Regions from separate parts of the Mus musculus genome. Here all the other regions are linked to region 1. A link is a contact called in public Hi-C, HiChIP or PLAC-seq and Micro-C data. All regions are on one chromosome and are shown on one strand. Each heading gives the region's core, a stretch centred on a gene start, on an enhancer-like site or on the middle of the called end of the contact. The rest is flanking DNA. Distances are from core to core; before and after follow the strand shown.

What was found. A called contact is a pair of places that touch in the nucleus more often than the background predicts. HiChIP or PLAC-seq counts read pairs in DNA pulled down with a chosen protein or histone mark.
Region 2: an H3K27ac HiChIP or PLAC-seq map of embryonic stem cells shows a contact between it and region 1, with 5 read pairs. The contact joins two enhancer-like sites.
Region 3: a Micro-C map of embryonic stem cells shows a contact between it and region 1, with 5 times the contacts expected there. The contact joins the promoter of Plpp1 here to the enhancer-like site in region 1. A contact is called at or near these places in 2 of 484 Hi-C or Micro-C datasets (both in embryonic stem cells) and 1 of 115 datasets of contacts at active chromatin or transcription factors (memory CD8 T cells).
Region 4: a Hi-C map of B cells shows a contact between it and region 1, with 1.8 times the contacts expected there. The contact joins two enhancer-like sites. A contact is called at or near these places in 1 of 484 Hi-C or Micro-C datasets (B cells) and 1 of 115 datasets of contacts at active chromatin or transcription factors (embryonic limb bud).

What each region holds. Positions count from the first base shown.
Region 1 is chr13:112,438,776-112,441,475 of GRCm38.p6, forward strand. No RefSeq gene overlaps it. Among named protein-coding and RNA genes, the nearest start is that of Il6st, 24 kb to the right of the region's middle. Within about 2 kb of position 1,351, at least 185 of the 459 cell types and tissues checked have an H3K27ac peak or open chromatin away from gene starts, as enhancers often do. A contact at or near this core is called in B cells, embryonic stem cells and memory CD8 T cells, where this site is marked.
Region 2 is chr13:112,758,269-112,760,968 of GRCm38.p6, forward strand. No RefSeq gene overlaps it. Among named protein-coding and RNA genes, the nearest start is that of Gm41067, 9.0 kb to the right of the region's middle. Within about 2 kb of position 1,438, at least 81 of the 459 cell types and tissues checked have an H3K27ac peak or open chromatin away from gene starts, as enhancers often do. A contact at or near this core is called in embryonic stem cells, where this site is marked.
Region 3 is chr13:112,799,492-112,802,191 of GRCm38.p6, forward strand. Plpp1 (phospholipid phosphatase 1) reads left to right here and starts at 1,286. Exons shown (of 6, transcript NM_008903.2): 1 at 1,286-1,775. The coding sequence starts at 1,718.
Region 4 is chr13:111,934,741-111,937,440 of GRCm38.p6, forward strand. No RefSeq gene overlaps it. Among named protein-coding and RNA genes, the nearest start is that of Gm15322, 59 kb to the right of the region's middle. Within about 2 kb of position 1,386, at least 164 of the 459 cell types and tissues checked have an H3K27ac peak or open chromatin away from gene starts, as enhancers often do. A contact at or near this core is called in B cells, where this site is marked.

The DNA of each region.
Region 1 (2,700 bases), core at 101-2,600:
CGGCATGAACAAACCTCAGTACCTTCTTTTATGACCGTGGTCTTCTAGAAAATTCTCACTTGATCCTAAAAGTAAACTAGATATTTCTCCAAGTGTCTGTTATCTAGGTTTTTTAAGGCTTTCTCTCTAAAAGTCATGTGCTACCAGATGAGAGAAATAAGTGCTCTTTACCACCACCATGCTAGGGATGGCAGCCTTGGCCGAACCCAAACTTCTAACCAACCCTATCAAACTTCAAACGTCAGGCTTGCAAGTCAAGTCATCCTGGATTGTCCAGCCCTGCCTGTCCTGCTGATGGATACCAGGAAAAGTTTATCAGATCGTTAATTGCTAGGAGGGCCCAGCGCACCAAATTCCATGGGCATGTGGTCGTTGGCTGTATAAGAAAGCCAGCTAAGCATGCGCCTGAGAGATCCAGCCAGCAAGCACTTTTTGTCCACGTTTCAAGTTTCTACTTGAGTCCTCTTCCTGACTCCCCAAAAGGATGGGCTGTAACCTGTAAGCAGAAATGCATCCTCCCCGCCCCCACCCCACCCCCACTGAATTGCTTTGAATCAGAATGCTGTCTCATAGCAACCGAAAGAAAACCAGAGTTAACAGTCTAAAACAGGAATTTTTGTGACCTCCATGTGTGGTTCCAGGGATTCAGGAATTCAGAAGGAAGCAACAATTCCAACCACTCTAGAGTCGCCATCCCCGAAGGCAAAGAGACTTACTAAGTGGGCAGATAACCGAGATTATCATAGATGATTGCAAATTCCCTGAAGAAAAGAAACAGGATGTGCTGAGAGCGGCCAGGATCAAGATACAGATAACAGAAAGGAAGCCTGGGTGCCACCAGCTGCACACACGTGCTAAGAGAGAGGGAAAGAGGAAACTGCAATCTAGAAGCCCCCGGGGTTGAAGCGCTCTTGCTATGTTATAGGGAAGGGAAACGCACGAGCCTGGAAGAAATAACAAAGAATCAGTAGAAGAGGGAGTGGAAAGGACAGACTCCAGGCCAGGCAGAGCTGGAGTTTTATTCCAACTACTAGAGTTCTGAAAGTCTTCATTAAAGAAGTGCATCCCGGTTTACATTAAACATTAATCTGCGAACTTAATAGAAGAGGAAGCGGCATTCAGGAAGCTATTAGAAGAGCCGTTAGTGAGAGTTGCTGTGGATAACAGGGAAGATGGAGAAGTCACGGTCTGACTTCTCAGAGAGATGAATAAGTTCTCACTGGGGTGAGCCGCTACTTTGCAACTTTTCTCTCCCAAATAGAGGATGTGGGCGTGGCCCTTGCCCCAGTAAGCGAGGAGGGGGCGTGGCCCTTGCCCCAGTAAGTGAGGAGGGGGCGTGGCCCTTGCCCCAGTAAGTGCTGAGGAAGACAAAGACGGTGGCTTAGGCAGAGAGAAGGGGAACTGGGTGAGCAAAGGTGGCAGATCACTGACCACAAAAAATCAGTTCAGCCCACAGCTATCTTGGGCAAGCTCCTGGCCGGGGACCAGGACAGAAGAAACAGTGCAGCCCCAGGCATTTCCTTCAGCCCTTCCCAGATAGGCAACAACTCCTACTCCGCCCTCCTTTGTCTCAGCCTTTACATTGGTTAACTCTTTTTGTTGAAGGATCCAGAGGGGAATGAGTGATTTTGCATTTTTTATGCATTTCAGCAACAACCAGTATCCCCGGAACAGAAATGAGATAGAACGGTTTGGAAGAGTTTAGATCACTACCAGGTTATCCAGATTATCCACTTAGAAAACCCAGCCGCTCCAGTTATAAAGCTTTTGGTAATACAAAGAAAGTTACACAGTACACAGTAATACAAAATATGCAGTAACTAATACGTGTATCATATATGAGTGTTTTAGTTAGGGTTCTATTGCTGTAAAGAGAGCTCATGGCCACGGCAACTCTTATAAAGAAAAGCATTCAACTGGGTCTGGCTTTTAGTTCCGAGTTTAGGCCACTATCATCGTGGCGGGAAGCACGGTGACAGACGTGGTGCTGGAGGAGTTGAGAATTCTACATCTGAATCCACAGGCAGTAGGAAAAGACAATGAACCACTCGGCCTGCCTTAAACTTCTAAGGTCTCAAAGCCCACCCCCCAGTGACACATTTCCTCTAACAAAGCTATACCTACTTCAACAAGGCTACACCTAATAGTGTCTCTCCCTATGAGCCTGTGGGGGCCATTTTTGTTAGCATTCCTTCTAGGCTTTGCCCTACAGTTACTGGGCAACAGTCAGGTGTGTCTGACTCACTATAAAACCGGCTGTTTGTCTCCTCCTCACTCGTCCTCTCTTCCCTGTCCCTACTCCCTTTCTCTCCCCTTCCCATCCCCCCGCCCCCCTGTGCCTCCCCCCCCCCCATTTCTACTCCTCTTCAACTCCCCTTCTCATGCCCTAACTAAACTCTATTCCATACTCTATTCCATACTCTATCCACCGTATTTCTAGTCCCTCAGAGGAAAGAGTTGTCTTAGCATGGACCCCCAGAGGCACCCCCTTCCACCTCACCATACCTAGCTTCTACCAAACATGTCCTGGCTCGCTCTTGCTCTTCCTTCCTTCCTTCCTTCCTTCCTTCCTTTCTTTCTTTCTTTCTTTCTTTCTTTCTTTCTTTCTTTCTTTCTTTCTTTCTTATTAAACACAACATTTTTTATTTATACCACCTCAATCAGAAAAGTTGTATGATACAGAAGAAATACTCATTTGTG
Region 2 (2,700 bases), core at 188-2,687, 320 kb after region 1:
GCTACCACACAGCCAGTGTCTGTCAGGAGCCTTAAGCATTTCTGTTTCCGTCTCTCTTCCACTAAATGAATTTGCTCTCTCCCAAACTCACTGGTCTCTCTTAAAAAATAGTTTCTGGCAGCCCAGTGTCCTCAGCAGGCCCAGACATGTCTAAGCCCCAGTAGGGGATGACTTAGACTTAGGCAAAAGCCGGTGCTATGTGGCTTTCAATTGTAAAGTTACTGCGGTTTTTCTACCCATGGGTCTGAATGCTTTCTAAAACTACAGATAGTTTTGGTGACATGAGTTATTCAATCTGAAGTTGATCTTGCTCGTCACTGTGAGCTCTAGGGTATCAGTGATTGACAGATTGGTGAGCTCAGTCCTCCTCAGCATTCTTGTTCACCTCAAATAACTTTCCTCACATTGACTTTTATACTACAATGTGGAGGCCTCAGCCCACACCCACTGCTGCTGGGAATGGAAAAAGCTGTAGCCACTTTGGCAATCATTCTGACAGTTTCTCAAAAAGCTAAACAGAGAAACCACGCAGCCCCGCATTTCTACTCCTAGGTATCCCAAGAGCATTGGAAAATGTGCATTTGCACAAGTCCTGGTCTACAGATCCTCACAGTGGCATCCTGCAGCATCATAGTCCCAATGCGGAAACAAGTCAAATGTCCCTCGGCTTTGACAAACAAAATGGGAAGGAGCCATGGCATGGAGTACGGTTGAACCATTTAAAAGAATAAAATACTGGTGCATGCTACAACTGGCTGACCCTTGAGAAATATCAGCCCAAGTGAAAGAAGCCAGACACACCAAGCCACAGGCTGTAAAACTTCATTTATTTGAAAATGTTCAGAACAGGCAAATTTAGAGAGACAGAAAACAGACGGCCTGAGTCTGGGAGGAGAGGCAAATGGGGGGAGGGCTGCCAACAGGGAGTGTTTCTTTTGGGAACAATGCAAATCTCCTGAAATTATAGGCAATACGAAGGACTCAGCCGAATTTATAAGCATACTAAAACAAACAAACAAACAAACAAACAAACAAACAAAGGGAGGGATCAAACACAAAGCCTTGTACCAGCATTGAGTGACTTTCCTCTGGGATACAGCCCCAGCTCTGGACCGTACATTTTAAAGGGATAGATGGTAACGTTAAGGGGGTGAGGGTGGGTGGGGGAAGGCCCATACTTTGTACTAGCAATGAATGTACAATAAAAGGCAGAGGGGATTGAACCAGGTTGCTCTGGTGTTGGTATTTAGGAAGCGGAGGCTGGAAGGTCAGGAACTCAAGGTCACCCTTAGCTACTCAGTGAGTTCGGAAACAGCCTGGATACACGTGACTCTGTGTCAAAAAAACCGCCGAAAGCACTGGTAAGGGGCCCACACTCTTATAAGCAACTCCACTGAAATGCATGGGCCACCCTCCCAAAGGGCGTGAAGGTAGAAGGGAACCAGAGGGGCGAAAAGAAAAAGATCACTAGGGAGACTGGGAGAGATGATAAAAATATACTATTAACACGTGTGGAAATGTCATAGTGGAACCCCATTACTTGCATAATCGATATACACTAATACATTTCAGTTGCTAGGGATTTAGCTCAGTTGGTAGAGTATTTGTCTAGCACACAAAGCCCTGGGTTTTGTCCTCGCCTGAAGCTTCAAGCCGGGAGGTGGAGGAAACAGAAGGTTTGGTCACTGTGCACCCACCTCAAAGATAAGGGTGATCGGTGACTCATAAAGAGCAGTCAAGGCAGTGTTTGAAAAGGTCTCTGCTTAGGAGAGACACAGACTCTGCAGAGAAAAAACAAACAAACAAAAAAACAAAAAAACCCAACTTCAGCAGCCAGGGCTCAAGGAAATCTGTCTGGAGTCAACAGCTTCAGAAATTGAACAGCCCTGTTCCACAGCTCCGAAGCTGAGCCAGAGTGGGGTGGGTGGGGGACGAGGCTGAGGGGTAAGTGGGGGGTGGGATTTGGGAGGGCAGCTTGGCAGGGAGAGGATGCAGAGTGCTCTAGGAACCGAAGCAGTGCGGGGATGTGATGCGGAGAGAATACGGGATGTGGCCCAGATCTACTTGGCATGAGCCGAGTCCAGACTGTGTTGGTTAAGATCTCAGCCCTTTACGGGAATTCCCTCTTTGAACTTCAATTAGTGTCAGAGTATTTTCATCTACAAGTAACGGAGACTGACTCCCACGGACTCAGAGACAGGGCTACCTGGGTTTGTAAGATAGAATGTTTAGAGGTGGACTGAAATGGAGAGTGAGGAGTCTCTGCCTTTATATGGTGTTTCTCTCTCTCTCTCTCTCTCTCTCTCTCTCTCTCTCTCTCTCTCTCTCTCTCTCCTTCTCTCTGAGGCATGTACCCTTGAGGCCACATGACCTAGGGCAAGCTGCTTCCTTGTCCCTTTTCTGACAAATAAGATACCTACTTCCTGTTTCTGGATGTTTCCAACACCCTTCCTGTGATGTCTCACTGACACTAATTTCTGGCTGACCCCTGCACAGAGAGGGCTGGTGGCCCAGTGTGGGGACCTTCTTTCTATACTGTGGAGTCACTCGTGGGAGCCACCACACAGTGGATCTAAGCAGAGTTAGCTGCCTGGGGCTGCCTGGGTCAGCACCTGCTTTGAGGTTTGTCTCCCGCCTGGGCATGTAAAAATAGGTCCGAGTCCAACTTCAAAGTACAGGTTACCACTGCGGCTTCCCTGA
Region 3 (2,700 bases), core at 36-2,535, 360 kb after region 1:
TAAAATAAGTTGAAATTTAAAAATCCATATATCTTTAAAATAAGAATATACTTTTACAAATACACATTTTTATGGCTTATAGTTGCACTTGGAAACACATCTGACTCCCCTTGGGAAGTAGCATCTTTCCACTCACTGGTCTTTTGGGATGCTTGGCAGGAAATACCTGAGAAAACAGAAGGCACATTCTGTGATTTGTATTTTACATCTTCCTATAAGAAGAAAAACCCCAGGGGTGCTGGCTCATGCCTGTAACGCCTTGGGAGGTAGATGCAGGAGTTAAGACCATTTTCGGCTACACAGCCGAATGTGAGGCCTGCCTGGGCTAAAGGAGTCTCTGTCAAAAAAAAAAAAAAAAAAAAAGTCTTGAGCAAGGAGGAAACCATGTATTGTTAAGATTGGTAGTGGTGGTTTAACTCTTTATAAAGCAATTGTCACATTATCTTCTCTGAGTCTCACCACTTCCTCTTAATTAGAATAGACAGCGGGGATCATTGAGATCCTCTTTTTACACATTTGGAAACTGAGATTACTAAATGTGTTCTGGAGGCCTCCTGGGAATGGGTACGGGGACTGCCACTATTGAATCATTGATATTTCTTAAGACATAGTTAACTCTATTGTTTGTGTGAGCATGGCTGAAGCTGCGCTACTGATCAAAAATAAGGCCCCTCCGTGCTAAAGCCAGAGCTCTACCATTGAACAAGTCTCCAAACTCCTCCCAAGTGAAGTCCCAACGAAGTCTATTGCAGTAGGAGACATGACTTGCAGTTAGCGGAAACTGAGCTGGAGATTCGAAGTCAGTGAACAGAACATGACTAAGAAGACATTAATGGCAGGGGTATTCTTGCTAAGGGTAGACTGCGGATTTACGTACACCAAAGGCGGGAGGGTTCAGATATTAAGTATTAGAATATCAAGAATGACCAGAGGGCAAGAAGGATTCTTGCTAGAATGAAGCTCAGCTACGACCAACAGGAAGGCCAAGGTGCAGGCCCCTCACAGAAAGGGGCTTAGAGGTAACTCATTTAAACAGTTTGGAGGGAGAGCCCATGGGAGGAGAAGGATGGCGGGCAGCAGGAGCTATGGAATGGTGTATCGGGGTCTGGCTCTCCTTTAAAGGAAGCATCGCCTAGCACTAAAGGGCTGAATGGACTAAAGAGAGGACTCCCAATCCCTGCAATTGGCCCCGCCCCGTTAACCAGCTTCCAGATTCGGGGCGGGCTCCGCAAGTCGGCGGGGCGGGGCCGATGGCGCTGATTGGCTGTCTGCGCTGGCCTGGGTTTCGTCCCCGCGCGCTGCAGCCGGCGAGACCGCGCACTGGCCGGAGCGGCGCGCCTGGGGCGGGAGGAGCGGTGTTCCTCCAGTCCTCATCCTTAGAGCTCGCCCGGCCTGTTGGAGAGGGCACAGGGCAGCGGAGGGCGATTGGCCGCGACGAGCCAGCACTGAGAGAGCAGGCGCCTGAGGCGACAGATCGGCGGCCACTGGCCCAGTACCGGGTCCGTGAAGGGAAAAGTCCGGGACACGATTGCCCTCGGTGGCAGGGCGGCCCAATCCAAACTGCCCTGGTCCCTGCTCCCGTCAGTCTAAGAGGCTCGCAGTCGCTTGGGGCGGCCGCCATCCCGAGGGCGGGGCTCTGGGAATTGGGTATCTGGACCGCCGCGGTCTGTTCCTCCCGCCACTCGCACCAGGTGGTGACACCATCCAGCCGGTGACCATGTTCGACAAGACGCGGCTGCCGTACGTGGCCCTCGATGTGATTTGCGTGTTGCTGGGTACGTAGGCGCCGCGGCCCGGGGGTCTTCCAGGCGGAGCCGCGCACCGGTGTGGGGTGGGTGTGCCCGGCGTGCGCGCGCGCGCGTGCGCCGGTGGCTGCGGAGAGAGTTGTGGGGAGCCGTTTGCGCAGCTCGGGGGGCCGGGGCTGGGTGGGGGTGGGGGTGATCCCCGCTTCTGCATCCAACACTCTGGCTCCAGCGTGGGCTCTCCCTGCCTGTCTGCCGGTGCGCTGAGTCTAGCCCTGCTTGGCCTCTGTTCTCGCCTGTGCTGTTACCCTCTGTTTCCCGGCCCACTCTAACAGGCAGGGTGGGCTCCTCCCTCTGCACCGTGCAGAGAATCCTGGTCTCTGGCTCATCAGGTTCTGCAGCGAAGCTGGAGGTTCGGTACACTCGGACTTTTCCCTCCCTGGGAACAGGCAGGCAGGCAGGCAGGCAGGCTTCAGTGCCCAGCTTATCATAACTTGGTGAGAAGCACTTGAAAGTTTTCTTCGTCTATAAAAGGTTTAGAACGTTCCTAATTAGAAGGCGTCGTCAGGTTGTAAATTGTCAGGTTGCAGGAGCGATGGAGATGGCCAGGTTTCTGCCTGATGAGGTCTGAAGAAGCTTGCTTTTCCCCATCCCATCCCGTAGAAGTCCTGCTATTGGCTTATAGCGCAGCCCTTGCCTTGGTGTGCCTGTCTCCTGTGACAGCCTGGCACGGAGCGCCTTTAGCTTCTTTAATTTCTTTAGCTACAGCAAAGTTAAGGTTATTTCCCTGGTGGAAGACTTCAATTCTGGGGTCTTTCGTCTCCAGATGTTTTTTTTTGTTTTGTTTTGTTTCTCCTTCAGGAGAAACAAAAACAAAACTTCCCAAACCTCCAAAACTAGAGTCATCTTGTCAAGGGATAGGCATGGAAGGGGTAGCTTTCACTTTTTTTCTTTTTCT
Region 4 (2,700 bases), core at 136-2,635, 500 kb before region 1:
AGTGATCACACACACAAAACAAATCAATAATTTAGGGATATATCTATTGGGCTAATTGAGAAGCAAGTATAGGAAAATATATGCTTGTAATCTGTCCTTGGGTAGTCGATATACTAACTCTTAGAGTGGTTATAAAAATATACACTCTGATTACATTTGGAATTAAATTTAAAATGTCTTTACTGGGTTGTGTCAATTGAAATTATATCAAAACCCTGTCTCGAAAAAAAAAAAAAAAAAAAGAAAGAAAGAAAGAAAGAAAGAAAGAAAGAAAGAAATAAATTATATCAAAAATGTTGGCAACCAGAGAGCAGAGGCAGAGAGGCTCAAGGGCGAGTTCTGGCTGCAGAGAACTTGTTTTTACCCTTGAGGGCTGGGCATAGAGTGATTAATCATCATAGGATATCAGATATATCCCCTGTCTCATTCAATAAGAAAGAGGCCAATAGTCGAGAAAGAGATGGGGTGGAGAAAGGGTGGTATGGATGGATCAGGAACTTATTATTGCGTATGTTTCCTCAGTGTTTTGTCAAGAGCACCCAGTGCTCACCAATTCTACAGTCTACTCTTCTGACTCCATTGCACCGTTCAATCCATCTGAAGAATAGTAGTCTATGAGTTTTGACATAGATTGTGTGACACAAACACACCCAGGTACAATGTATACTGTCAACTATGCCTTTTCCTAAGTAATTCCTGCTCCTACCACACTCTCAGAGGCAATCTACAGCTATTCCTGTGAGAGTGGGTAAGCATGTTTGTGTCTTACCATTGGTTAATTTTGCCTGTCTAGGCATTTCATGTTATAATCATAAAACATGCACTCTCCTGTAGAAAAAGTTCCCTTCACTTGGCTTAGTATTTTTGAGATGTCTGATTTTGAAAAGTTGAAAAAATATCCCTTAGTCTTTGGCGATTCTTGGGTTAGCATCAGGAATGCTGGGTAATGGTGGCGCGCCTTTAAACCCAGCACTCAGGGGGCAGAGGCAGGTGGATCTCTGAGTTCAAAGTCAGCCTGGTCTACAGAGTGAGTTCCAGGACAGTCAGGGCAATACAGAACCCTGTCTCCAAAATCCAAAAATCAATCAGTCAGTCAGTCAGTCAGTCAGTCAGTCAGTCTGCCTGCCTCCTGCCTGCCTACCTGCCTATCTATTTTTTTTTTTAAACTGAAGTGGTGAGGGTAATGGGGAGAGGAGAGGAAGTGGATCCTAAGTATAGAAACTCGGGCCTCTTAATTTTCTGATGCAAAACTGAGGACTGGTTCTTGTCAAGGTCATGCAGGTTGAGCTGAAACTGGAACCCAGATCTCCTGACCCACTCTTGGAACAGTGAGCCAGGCAGCTGAGCGAGGTGGTTGTTTTGAGCCGATGCCATGTGAGACTAGAGAGTTTCGACAGAGCTTTGCTTAGAGGATGTGAAACTACACTAACCTCATGTGACAAGAGAACCTTGGAGGCCTTGGTGTGGGGCCAGGAGAGGAAGTCTGCATGGCTTCTGGTTACCAACTCCACCTCTGAACCCACTGGCCTGGGGTGACTTATGGCGAACCTTCTCATTTGCAATAAAACCAGACATGGGGCAGGGAAAGCTTTTCTACGGCAGCGTGCAGAAGGCAGGGCACTGCTAAAAAAAGGTAGGTGGGCGTGGCCTCTAAAAGGCACCTTCAGCCACATGCGTGCTCCTCCCAGAGCAGGGGGATCTGGAGCTGCAAACAAATCCCTAGGGAGGGAGAGATGCTGTGGTTACAGACACAGCCTTTGTGTCTTGTATGCATGTTCCAATTCAGCCCCAGATGACAATGACCTGGTAGTTCCTGCCTGCCAGCTGTTGGCTGGCCTCTGTGAAAGTCCCCAATGTTTGGGCCAATGCCTCGTGGGCAGGTATCCATATCATGAGGCCAACTGGCACTGTTGGCACCTTTGTTGGTCAAATGAGCACAGTGACTTGGGACAGAGGTGGCTGATCCACCCTCCCTACCAGCTGGCTGGTGGGAGCCTGTGGGCAGGTGCCCTGGGGAGAAAAGGGTTCCAGTTGCCATGGTAACTGTTCAAAAAAGGAGGTTCCCTCCTCAAGGCCAGTTTGGTGTCTTTTCTGCAGGGGAAGAAATGGATCTGTGGCAGCCAGGCCGGCCGTGTATATCAATTCGTGCCTCATCTGTTTGGAATCTTTACTTCTAATTGGACCTATTATTAGTGTCTGGGAGAGAATCTGAGGGCTGGTGGATCTGTTGAGAGATGTCATTATAGCAAAGACTAGGTCACCAGAGAAGTCCCAGAAGAATCATTCCCGTGTATACCAAGCAGAGCTGGACAAAGAATTCCAAAGGCTTTTTTTTTTTTTTTTTTTTTTTTTAAAGGCAGACTTGCAGGTTGGACGAGTTCTCTGGGCTATTCCGGGATATGGAGATTAGCACTGACTGAGGCCTTCACCCTAGATGTCCTTTGGCCAAACTGTCCTGGGCACAGGGGTGAAGGGACCCTGGTCAGCTTGCTGGGCCTGGCTAGTTTCCCACAGTGAATGCATTGTAAAGAACCAAGCATTCTCGTCGATGCTGTCTCTTCTGTAAAGGTTTCACGTATGCCTTTACCTTGGACGGACGTTTCTGGCTTTGATCAGAAAGTCCAACTCCTTCATCTTACTACTTCTGCATCTCGCTTCTGATGAAAGCCATCCTCACGCAGGTCACTGGGTTGAGGGTCA